2 separate regions of the Zea mays genome follow, and region 2 is linked to region 1. The links are chromatin contacts, called in public Hi-C maps. All regions are on one chromosome and are shown on one strand. The core of a region is the stretch at or near the end of the contact, and the rest is flanking DNA. Distances in the headings are between cores, read along the strand shown.

What was found. Hi-C and Micro-C count contacts between places; a contact is called where the count stands out from the background.
Region 2: a contact with region 1 is called in a Hi-C map of ear, with 2.0 times the contacts expected there. The contact joins the promoter of LOC100284614 here to the promoter of LOC100278893 in region 1. A contact is called at or near these places in 3 of 25 Hi-C or Micro-C datasets (ear, leaf mesophyll and tassel).

What each region holds. Positions count from the first base shown.
Region 1 is chr3:39,769,393-39,772,871 of Zm-B73-REFERENCE-NAM-5.0, reverse strand. It overlaps LOC100278893, which reads right to left and starts at 2,063. Exons shown (of 4, transcript NM_001152022.1): 1 at 1,753-2,063. The coding sequence starts at 1,949.
Region 2 is chr3:40,108,199-40,111,330 of Zm-B73-REFERENCE-NAM-5.0, reverse strand. LOC100284614 (BCAS2 protein) reads left to right here and starts at 1,715. Exons shown (of 7, transcript NM_001317967.1): 1 at 1,715-2,115. The coding sequence starts at 1,864.

The DNA of each region.
Region 1 (3,479 bases), core at 814-3,313:
TACCTTGTTACTCCTTTAGTCCTTTGTATATAACTGGTAGTGCATCAAAATGTAAATGGACCTTATCTAGTATCCCAAAGGTAGAGGAGACTACTGCAAACTGAAAACAATTGAACCTTTCTTGTCATCTGTCCCTTCCATCTCAAAATTTATTCCAAGCTAACATGGCATCTGACCTTCCTACGTAGGCGAAGTTCTCATTTAAAATTGCACAAAACATCTATTTTTATGTCCGAAGAATTTTAGGCCTACTATTATACACAATGAACAACTTTGGAGGGTTCAATGCTAGAAACTTCCTAAATCCTAAGAGAATCTTTACCAAAACAATCCCCTCTCCCTGTAACCAGCAATGAAAAGGATTGAAGCAAAAAAAACAAGCTCCAACACATCCCCTTTCCTAATTTTTTTCTCAACCTCTCAAAATCTCCTTTCTTCCTCCTCATGTCACTAAGATTGTGGCCTTGTGGGTCCATAGGATAGGACTGGAGCACCACCGCAACACCAGTGCACCAAGCACGAAGCACGCAGGCCCCATGCCGCCGACACCACTTCGGGCAGTCAAGTGTGTGGGTTGGCCACACCGCCACACCACTGCCACACTGGGCACGCGGGCCCAGACCGCGCTAGGCAGACGAGCACTTGGGTCGCCACATTGTCACCTTGGGCAAGCACTGAAAGAGATGGGAGGGAGAGGAAAGAGAGAACAGGAAGATAAAAGAAGAGAGTTGCAATGACATGTGGGTCTCATGAACGTAAAGGGGATGGATTTTCTCAATTGCTATAGAAGCCCTCCCCTATAACATGGAATTCAGTTTTATCAATCCGCTATAGGGAATTTTAAGGGAAAAGGAAGCTTAACTAAAACATTACAGATTCTAAAGGTCTGTTTGTGAGCTATAAAAAAAGTTGTTGTGAGCTATGTGTTGGCAAAAGATTGTAAGTTTTTTGTTTTTTGGTTGAAACAACTATAAAACTTACACCGTCTCTTCATTTCCCTCGAAACAGCTATAAAATATTAAAAGTCTCACTATTTCCACCTATTTGGGAAAGTCGAAAGCCAAAATAAGGGTCCAAGAAGCGGTGAAAATTAAGTTACACGAAAGGAACTGCTTCTGGAAAAGCAGTTTCAGGTTCTAAACATTTGGTTGAGCTTCAGCTTCTCATTAGAAACACTTTCCAGAAGCTGAACCAAACACAGCCTAATATATGGTGCAAGGATCCACAGTTCAAAGCTATGTTCCAATCACAATCCAAAGTTATGGTGTAAGACGAAAATAATTACTCTAACCACCCAACAAGTATAACTCAAATCCACACTGCACACCAGCAACACAACCTAAAACTACGAACATAACATAGAAACACATCACTTCAGGATGCAAAAAACCAATAAACTGAAGCACCAAAAATAACTAGATGAGATGACAGGAGAGCAGACAGAGACATCATGACGGGGATGGGCTGCTCACAGGATGGATATCTAATGTTTTTGCTGGAAATTCCCCAATTTTGGCAGGAACAGAACTGTTTCCGATGAACCTTTGAAACAGGCCTATACTGTATCGACTACCGCGTTCAAGGCTAATAAAATAAAATGCTACAGAATCATATCAGAACTAGAGTCCAGCACAATCTGGCCTACAGCACTACAGAGTCTTTAACACGTCACCAGAAATCTTTTGTATGACCATTAGGGTTCATAGTTCAGAACTGGGACGGCTGGGCCGCACCGGAAAACGACGGCGGTACCTTCGTAGCGTGGAGTAGGCCTCGGCCCGGCGCTGTTGCACGGCGAGGAACCCGCGGAGCAGGCCCACCAACGCGGCAGCGCTACGCCGCTCGCCGCTGGTATCTGCATCCATAGCGGCCTCCTCGACAGTGGAGGCGGCCGGAGTCGGTTGGTCTTCGGCCATATGGTTCCCGATGCTCGGCTCCATCTCCGCCATGGCTTCTCTCCCTCACAAGTCACGAGGAGTCGCACTCCCCCCTCGTCTTCTATGTTGCTTCGCCTCAGCTCTCGACGGCGACGGCTCCTAGATCATGGAAAGACAGCTTCCGACAGCTGTTCAGAATGCAATCCAGTGTGCTACGAATTAAAGGCAAACAAAAAAATTATTTGTTGGTTTTTAGTGTTTGAATGTTGTATAGTTAATAGTTAGTGACTAAAATTGGCTAGAAACATCTAAGCACTCTAGCTAATATTTTAGCTACTAACTATTTTTAATAAATTATCTACTAGTTAACTAGCTATTTGTTAGCTAGCTAATTCTAATACCAATTTTTAGCTAGCTCTAGTGCATTCAAACACTCTTTTAAAGTATTTGAATGTACTAGATCTAATAGTTAATGACTAAAATTAGTTGAAGAAATCCAAACAACGTAGCTAATAGTTTAAGTATTAGCTATTTTAGTAAATTAGTTAATAGATAGCTGGCTATTTGTTAGCTATCTAATTCCACTAATAACTTTTTAGTCAACTAACTATTAGCTCTAGTGCATTCAAACACCGCTTATTTCTATCAAAAATCTAGAATCTCAGTAAAAATAAAAGGTCCGAAAGCAAAATAAATTCCTAAAAATATATCGCTAGTTTAATCTAGAATCTCTTTATATGCTATATTTTTCATATTTCTATATCTAAATTTTAAAAATATTACCTAGTTACCAATATTACATCGAACCATTTTATTTTCTATTCAAACATTCTCACTCAACTTGTCGGTCAGCTATTAGAACATGTCCTGTGTCCAGCAGAATATAGGGATCTCCACTGGTAAAGTATTAGAGATAGTCTTAGAGGGTGTTTAAATGCACTAGAACTAATAGTTAGTTGGCTAAAAAATTACTAGTTGAATTAGCTAACTAACTATTAACTAATTTATTAAAAATAGTTGAACTATTAGTTAGGGTGTTTAGATGTCTCCAACTAATTTTAACTACTAACTATTAGCTCTAGTGTATTTAAACACCCCTTACTTGACAACACCTTCTAACGGCGACCAGAATCGACACTATCCACATGTTTGGTTGGCTTCTCCCGGTAGCCCGACTGCATAAGCCAGGTCGGCGGGAGCCTGGCTCCAGAGATGCGAACAGTTTGCTCGCGTCTGCAGAGCCTGGCTCAAGATGCTTTAAGTATCGTGCGAGTCTGACTCCACATCTGTACGCAGGTAACCAAACACACACCTCGCATGCGTAGAGCCTGGTTGATAACAATCAAACACCAGCTTATTGCATCCTGCGATGCAAGCACCAGCAAATACAGGCAACCAAACACATGGTATGTTTCTGTGCCCGACTTAGAGGTTAATGACATGGATTATTTGTCCCTAAACCGTTGTACCTCTTTCTCAGCGACATTTCAACGTTGCTCATCGCCCAACATTCACATTGTTCGTTCATATATGTTGTTGCCCGCTTCAACACCTCTCCAGCCTACACTTTGATGCTTTGTGACTGCAAGACTACATCCCCAT
Region 2 (3,132 bases), core at 466-2,965, 340 kb before region 1:
AACGATCGAATGATCAGACGAACGAACGATCAAAATTTCGGCAGCATAACGGCATGAAAAAGATTATTTGGACGAACGAACGGACGAACGATCGATCGAACGGACGAACGAACCATGAACGATCGGACGAACGAACGAACAAACTAAGAACAGGGGGACGAACGATCGAACGATCCTTGTGCTAGTGGGTGCTTGTGTGGGAGGTGGAGTGGGAGTGGGCGTGTGGGTGTGGGGGGGAGGGAGGGAGTTGCCATGAAATGGCTTGGGGTGGGATGAGAGGAGGCCCTTGCCCCTCTTTTTATAGCCATGGTGGGGGGATTAGGGGGAGGGATGAGAGGATTAGTGGGAGGATGAGAGGATTAGTGGGAGGATGAGAGGATTAGTGGGAGATTAGCATGGATTTGTCTTATATGAGTGTAATTAGCTTGTAGAGCTCAATGTATGACACCGGAGGCATACATATACGTGTGAGCATGAGGAAAGTTATGAAGAAAATATTTGTAGGGACTTCAAAAATGATTCTGAAGGTATTTCTCAGGAAGAAAATACTTGGAGATATATCGGTGGAATATTTGGGCAGTATTTCTGAAAGAGTTTGAGGGTGATCACCGGGGAAATATTTGTAGGATATTTTGAGGAGGATTTTAGAGACAATATAGACCACTATATTTTATTTGATGATATCAACTTGCAAACAAACATTTTAAAATGAAATTTGAAATTCATTTTGAATTTAGAGCAAGTTTGAGAAAATTCCAAGATTTGAATTTTTGGGATGCTACATGCATATATGTTTACACATTAGGTTGATAATGCCTTGTATCATATGCTTTTGGTTCACTCAGCTTTTCCAAAAGGTAGGGTTCATGTGTTGAGCACCATATGTGCCCCCTGGAGAGGTCAAATGGTCTGACTTTGTAGCTGGACATTCGGGCCGCGAATGGTCCGCTCATAGACACAGATGATCCATGGTTAGGTTAGATGAGGCGGATAAGCCCTTTTTCCGTGCGTGTTTATCCATTTAAAACCGTGGATTCTGTTGGCGAACGCGTAGGAATGAGTCTAGACATCCCTTATATTTATGAAGGTATACGATCGATTGTAGACACTAACAATCGAATCAAATCAATATATCTTCCGTTCCTTTACTTTTTGCCCTAGAAGTAGCCAGTAACGTAGTCTTATTTATCTCAATCCTCACATCTCTTTGACTCTACGTCATCTGAAGGCATCTTAGGTGGCCTGCCGACCCCAAGATAAACCCTAGTATCAGTCCTCTCTGACGGGTCCCTCCCAGTAGGCGAGGTCTAGGTGCTGTTAGCGAACGCCACGCTCCTGCGCACACGTGGATCGTCCGACTCGATGCAGCGAAACCTGCTCCTGCCGTCAGGTCGTGGACCGTCCGCACCGCCGCAGAGAGTCAAGCGAAACAAATCCCATTGATTAGCACTCAGATCTGTGCCAACAATTATATAATCAATGAGTTGAAACAAACCTGAAGTAAGTTAATGGATAGGTTTCAGTTTTAACGACAAATATACAATGGAGATATCAGATAGAAACGATGTGATGCATGGATATCTCGTTTCTAGCTTTCAACAAAAAAAGAATGTTCATTCACACCAGTTCAATGGTTCAATAGAGTGCTGACGGGTTCTCTCCCTAGAGAGAAAAAAAAAACAGTAGACACGGGCCTTTCGAACCGTGCTCAATCCAAAACGCCAAACGGCCCACGTGCGCCGCGTTTCCTCCATCTCCATCCGGCCATCCCACCTCCGCTTCCTCCTCCGCGCCGGCCTACGCGACTGCTTCCCTCTCTCTCTCGAGTCTCGACTCTCGACTGCGCCGCTACAGCCTGACGCGATGGCCTCGTCGGCGACGAGAGAGGTTCTCATGCTTGAGGCGCCTCCGCCGTCCGACCCCGCTGCGGGGCCCTGGCGCGCGGTGCCGGACGCGGAGGCCATTGACGCGCTGCCCTACATCGACGGCGACTACGGCGATGCGGCGGTGAAGCGGGAGGTCGATCGCCTCGTCGAGGAGGAGATGCGCCGAGGGAAGCGCAAGCCTGCAGACTTCCTCCGGGACCTGCCCCCTGTTCCCACCGCCGGATTCGAGGTACAGTTGCAGAGATTTCTTAGCCCCAAAGGTATATTGGGGAGTAGCTCGAACCCATTACGTTTTCTCCGCGGATGTTAGGGGCTTAGCATAAGGTTGCAGCTTCGTCGATGTTAGCAGGTGCGATCTGCGTTTAGGGTTCAAAGGAGGGTCGTGCGGGAGCTAGGGTTTGCAGTTGTAGAGGTCACAGTGAACCAAGTTAGCTGGATGGATTATAAATATATGTTTTCGTTATTTAGATTTTGTGGAGCTCTAAGGCTGAATCCAACCATTCCCCCTCTCAAATCCCCCTATTCACATTCTCTATTCATATTTAAATACCTCCCTCTTCCCTCTATTAAATTGGTTGGAGACCGCCTAAGTAAATTAACTTGGTTGGGTCAATGTATCTCTGCATTGTTTAGACTTTATAACTAATTAACTATTGCATATGAAATTGAAGTTTTAGTTGACAACCCCTTTACATTTTACCTGCGAACCATTTAGGGGGTGTTTGGTTTCTAGGGACTAATTTTTAGTCCCTACATTTTATTCCACTTTAGTTACAAAATTATCAAATATAGAAACTAAAACTCTATTTTAGTTTCTATATTTGTCAATTTATATACTAAAATGGAACAAAATGAAGGGACTAAACATTAGTCCCTAGAAACCAAACACCCCCTTAATTGGGTTGTATAATAGGTATAACATCTAACAGTCACAGTTTTGTGATCCGTTTCTGTAACAGTGCATGTTAAGCTGGGGCATCATGCTCTTGTAGTCTGTCTTTTGTTACAGTACTTTAGATGGACATCCTGCACAGATCAAGGATTTTTGTGCTAGATGTTTACTTCGGGCTCAGATAAAGGAATAATGCTCAGAAAAGGACCTGCTTATGCTTTTATTAGTTCGATGGATTGATTGATGTTTACTTCTGATGGATTTGAGGTTACACCTCATCTGGTCATGACACTGAGGTCTGAGGATCAAGCATTGACCATTTATGATGAAGTATGCATCTCTAATTGAAATTCA